Linked DNA regions of Mus musculus: region 2 is linked to region 1. The links are chromatin contacts, called in public HiChIP or PLAC-seq maps. All regions are on one chromosome and are shown on one strand. The core of a region is the stretch at or near the end of the contact, and the rest is flanking DNA. Distances in the headings are between cores, read along the strand shown.

Region 1 (2,891 bases), core at 188-2,687:
GAATGAGCTCTCAGCTCTTCCTGCACACTGCCCTAGTCCTCCCTACCCTGTCGACACTGGGCAGGCAACGATGCAGCAGAACCCTGCTATTTTAGTTTCTCCATCTCAAGCCTCTTTGGTTTGGGGACCCTTATTTATTTATTTATTTATTTATTTATTTATTTGCCTTTTCATGGGAGACTTTGTCATTAAGTTTGAGAAACTGAAAACTCAGGTCTCATGAGAGTTCCTCTGTGTCTCCTCGCTTGTCCGCAGGAGGAGGTTGAGACAGCTTTGCATAAATTCAGTCAACACTCCTGGATCTCATATTGAGCAGCTGGCAAAGAAAGGGCTATCCTTCCATGCATGGACACCAGAAGAGTCTTTAAAAATCTAAACCAGACAACAATTGATGGGAGGGTTTCCATGGCTTCTACGGGACTGTCACCATAGGGTACCATTCTTATAGGGGTTGTAGGCACGGCTTGAAGGCTGGCAGAAGGAAATTCTCCATGCCAGTCTTCTCTCCTATATCTGTCGAGGTCACATTTGACAATCTTAAGGACACAGAGTATGGGTCTTTTTCCCTTTAGGCCAGAAAGCCCACACAGACATGTCAGAACTCCATAGCTAACCTTTTTGCCTGGGCTCAGCTGCCCCAGCAGTGAATTAAAGTTATTATTATTTTTTTCCCTTGGGTTGACTTCAGGGTAGAAGGTTCTGGTTGTGTTTTAGGATATCATTTTGTGTGTGTGTGTGTGTGTGTGTGTGTGTGTGTGTGTGCACGTGTACACAAATGCTTCAATGCCCTTGGAATGTAAGGACAGAGCTGCAGATCAGGCAAGGTCAGAAAACCAGCAGTTGAGAGCTGACTATCACAAAAACTGGTGTATGATAGCCATCTTCCTGGGTCCTTCATATTCCTGCAGCCCATAAAAGAAAAACCACTCCCCTGTTTTAGAGTGGAAAGAAATGAGAGAAGCCTAATCCTTCCTGCCCCAGGCTTTCTTCTGGCCTGAGAACATGGCTTAAAATATTCTAGTCACAGGCAGGCTATTCAAATAAAACAGAATTTCAAACCACACAGGGCTTGTTGAGACAGTCAGGCTTCTGGAATGTGTGAAAGGCAGGGGGAGGGGTGGGACAGCCCCCACCCCTCTCACGTCCTCCTCTGTATTAGCAGCAGCTGCAATGGTAGACACATCAGAGTGTCTAAAGCCAAGTCAGACTGGAACAGGCCTGACAGCCAGTACATGAAAGCTACGGCAAGCCTTTCCTCCCCCGTGGCAACTTTAATTATTTGAACTGGAGCTCAGCGAAATAAAAATAAAAATAAAAATAAAATAAAAATAAGAATATATTGTAAGTGGCTCCCTAGTTTCCTGCAGAGAATAGCTTGTGGCAGGGAAGGGGAACCGAAAAGAGTCACAATACTCTCTCTGTTTGTGGCTGGGCTAGGCAGGGGTCTTTAAATATTCATGCTTTATGTGCAACTGTGCAAAGAACAGGAGGAGGTGAGGCCCGCAGTAGTGGTTGGGCAAGAAAGGTAGCAGTAGTGGCTGCAGGTAGCCAGAGGGGGACATGGGAGCTCAGAAGCTCATGGAAGGCTCTAGGGGTTGGCTTGGCACAAGGCTCATGCTGGCCATGACCTCATTGTTGATGGGCATTTGATTTAGTTCTGTACGCTCTTCCAGCCCCTCTGTCTCCCTGCCCCTGTTCCTGATTTCTTTTCTGAGTCGTGTTTGTAAATGGCAAGATGCATCACCCTGCTTGGGGTGGCAGGTATTGGGGGAAGCTCTGCATGCACTCAGGATGGATTTTGCTCACCATTGACGGGGCATACAAACAGTTGATAAATCTTAGGATCCAGGGCCAGCAACCAAGTCACCAAGGATGGAGATTGAAGATGCAGAGACCCAGTCTCAGTGACGTCTTTCAGGAGGTCAAAAAGGAGCCCAAGAAGCCCCGTTTGTTCACTTTCCAAGTGAATGCAGTGGAGAAACATAGACTTACTAGCTAGTTCCTTCCTAGATTTGGAGGGAAATTCATCAAAGGGGACCTGGGCACCCTGTGGGAATGCACTGGTGAACGTGGGGTGTTGTGAGCCTACATTTTTGAGGTTTTCTGCATACATTAACTTTGGCAGACCAGGATTGGTATGTCTGTAGAGAAGGTACTCTATGGTCAGTGAAAGTCCTGAAGTCCAGGCCAACCAAGGCATCCATCCCCATGTGTTTGTCCCTCATCAGCGGTGTCCTCCACACCTCTATCTAGCACCCATCTCTCTGTATCCTCTTACTCTAGGGAAGCCTTTTTAGGAATTGTGGGGCTCAAAGACTGAGACCTGAGCCACCATGTAGTCTTGCACAGCAATGCAGCAGGAACTGGTTTCCTTGCTATTGCAGCTCAGCTATCCTGGAAGAAAGAAATCCACTTCCTACCTTCTGCATGGAGGATTTGGGTGTAGTGAGAGAGACAGGGGTTATAAACCTGTACACACACATTTCTATTTTGGTTATTTATTTACCTTGCATTCCCCTCATACCTCAGGAAGATGATGATGATGACTATGACAATGACGACGACGACAACAACAACAACAACAACAACAACAACAATAACAACATCAACAACAATATATTGCTCTTAACATTGAGAGCCGATCAACCTTAGATATCCATGGTCTGAAATACTGAAGGTGAAAGTCATTGTAGTATAAACATATTCAAACATGAGTGATGCAATTGTGTGTGTGTGTGTATGAACCCTCCCCTTTCTTTCCATCGTACCTGCTTAGCCAAGTTCTGGAAAAGGGCAGGAAATAACAGAAACAGCCTAGAGCAAATCTAACCAGAGGAGAAAGAAAGCCAAGGAAAACACCTGTCTCAGCTATTGATCAACTCAAAGGTTAT
Region 2 (2,700 bases), core at 113-2,612, 520 kb after region 1:
GTGGGGCCATATCTTTGATATTTGTCTACCTAGACAGACACACTACCCTGGTGGAGAGGACAAGCAGAAAAGGCACTCATAGACCATTAGAATCTCTGTATGAAACATCGAGAAGGTTAGCATCTTCATATTCAGTCCTCTACTGGTGGTGCCATCTTGTGAGGTTGCGTAACCTTTTGGACATGAGGCCTAGCTGTCTGATTTGGGGGCACTTAGAGGACTATAGGCTAGATTTACCACTGGATAGGCTCTCTGCCTCCATGAGATGTGGAGGTACCTCCAGGTACCTATTCCTGCCAGCTATCTTCTCTGCCATGTTTCCCCTAGCTACTGTGATAGACCAGATCTTCCCAGGCCATGTTTGTGTTCATTATTCTGTCACAGAAAAATAAATAAAACAGAGACCATCAGCACAAATTCTTCCCTACCACATGCCGGCTTGGAAAGAGAAGAAATTTGTGACTTCTTGAGGTACTCTCATGCGTGCACGCATGTATTCATTCATTCATTCATTCATTCAGTGCATCTCCTAGGCATTGCTCGAAAGGCCAGAGGTAATGTAGCACTAGACGAAACAACAGCAAAAATAAATTAAACAAAATAAGACAGAGAATGGTGTCTCTCAGTAGGTACTGAAGGGAATTCTGGGAAGGAATTTTCATCTGAAGGACTTCACTTAGGTCAGGGGATCTGAGCATGGATGGCTTCTAAGTTTGAGATGAGCTCTTCAGGTGGGGTTATCTGCTTACAGAGAAAGCAAAAAGCGAATCCCAAACGGTGTCCGGCCCGCCCTTGTTGGGCTCTGTGTAGCATAGCGACAGTGTTTTCTCTCTTGCCATTCAGCATTTCCACAGAGAACAAAGCACATGACAGATGCCTTCTTGGCTCACCAGACACCTCTGTGCAAGGCGGGGAGGCAGCCTTATTATTCCCTTTATTATCTCCTATTACTGTTTGCTTCCATTTTTTTCTCAGGGTTTTGAATTTGTAAAATAGATGAGGAGTTTTGATGTGACCTGGATTATACAAACACCTGTGCAGATGCCGCCGCTGTTTTGTCCCTCGGAGAGAAATGACTGCAAGTGTGGATTTGAATCAACTTGGTCATTATTATATTATTTGAGGTTTTCTTTTCTTTCTCTCTCTCTCTCTTTTTTTTCCTCCTTTCCATAGCCTAATTTTAGATTTCTTCTTCCACTTCCCCAACTCTATTAGAATAAGGTTTTCATTTTAATCACACTCACTGGGCAGGCCAAATTTAGGAATAATGAAAACAAAAAGTGTTAGGCAAAATGAGACGTTAGAGGAAGCCCAGGCTGCACGTGCAGTGCATGCTGAATGCACGCTGGCCGAGACCAGCGTGTGCTTTCCACAAGGGCCCTGCTTAGGGCCCTGAATCCCAGCCCCTGCTGTGCTCCCCAAAGCAAGGCAGCCCATTAGCACTCGAAGAATATGCTGTTGTCACGCTGCTTCTGTCTCCCATGCCTTTGCAGCCTAGTTGCAGATTTGGGGTTTCATAGTCTAGGATGGGGGTTGCCCTGGATTCTGCAAATAGGCACTGGAGTCTGCAAGGCTCCAGAATGGGTGGAGCTACAGGGAAGGCCTTTCTACTCTGCATATTCTTTTCCTAGGGCTTTGTCCTTAGACCCTACCTACACAGAATCTGATCTGAGGTGTTTCTTAAACCACTGCTCTCCTGCAAAGGCAACAGGGCCAATTTGAAGCCAAAATTCTGGCTGTGAGGAATGGTCAGCCCTACCCAGTTCTAAAGTCCTTTGGAAAATCCTCCTCTCTGGGAAGAGAAATGAGAGGGAAGAAGGGACCTCTTGTCCTCTGGGTATAGCAGCCTCTGTTGCATCCCCAGAGAATCAATTCACAGATGGAAGGCTCTCAGACCCTAGTCAGCTCTGACTCATCAGAGCCTGCATCTTCACAGGTTCCAGAGGTTCCAGAAGATTCTTATTCATGCCCCCCAAATCAAGAAACATTTCTCATTTCCATTTTCCCATTCAGAACAACATGGAGTAGTCAATGAGACTTATGAATAAATAAGAGAGCCATGAGCATCTGGCTGTGTATTGGAAGTTGACTCCATCTATATCTTCTTCCTGTCTCAGTCTCCTTGTCTGTTCCATAAACCATCACTTCCTCCGTAGGACTTTGTCTGAATGAAAATCATTCCTACTACCCGACACAGGGCCTAACAAGATGACTATTGGCCAGGGGGTTTTTACTCCTGACTATATCTCCACAGAGTGCAGCGAGAAAAAGCCACTGCTATCAAAAGCCATCTACTAACTGAACCTCTCCAATGGACCTGAAATACCTGTATGTCTAGACATCTAGAAATGGTTCAAGCAGAGCATTTGTACATCTTTTGGTCACTGGGATTTTGATGCTGCCTAGAGGGGCTCACTTCTCACCGTGTTAACTCCTACAACTAGACTCCTCATACTCTGCCAGCCACTAGAAAAGTTTCCAGAGAGTGCGTGCCTGCCTTCCTTCACAGCTCCAGTCCTCATGCTTAATGTGCCATAATGTACCAAAATGACTGTGTCTTCCACAGACTTAGTTCTTGGTACAGGTGGACAGTAGACAATTCCAAAGCCTTTACTGACCAGGCAGGGGAGAGGAAAGCTTCTGTCCTTAAAAGTAGAATATCTTAGATATTGGGATAAGAGGGTCTTTAAAAATTTGCAA

What was found. HiChIP or PLAC-seq counts read pairs in DNA pulled down with a chosen protein or histone mark.
Region 2: an H3K4me3 HiChIP or PLAC-seq map of embryonic basal ganglia shows a contact between it and region 1, with 5 times the contacts expected there. The contact joins two enhancer-like sites. A contact is called at or near these places in 1 of 484 Hi-C or Micro-C datasets (embryonic fibroblasts) and 1 of 115 datasets of contacts at active chromatin or transcription factors (embryonic basal ganglia).

The regions. Positions count from the first base shown.
Region 1 is chr17:71,979,899-71,982,789 of GRCm38.p6, forward strand. The region is part of intron 8 of Alk (anaplastic lymphoma kinase); the gene reads right to left. Among named protein-coding and RNA genes, the nearest start is that of Gm41613, 150 kb to the right of the region's middle. Within about 2 kb of position 1,438, at least 67 of the 459 cell types and tissues checked have an H3K27ac peak or open chromatin away from gene starts, as enhancers often do. A contact at or near this core is called in embryonic basal ganglia, where this site is marked.
Region 2 is chr17:72,503,944-72,506,643 of GRCm38.p6, forward strand. The region is part of intron 1 of Alk (anaplastic lymphoma kinase); the gene reads right to left. Among named protein-coding and RNA genes, the nearest start is that of Alk, 99 kb to the right of the region's middle. Within about 2 kb of position 1,363, at least 30 of the 459 cell types and tissues checked have an H3K27ac peak or open chromatin away from gene starts, as enhancers often do. A contact at or near this core is called in embryonic basal ganglia, where this site is marked.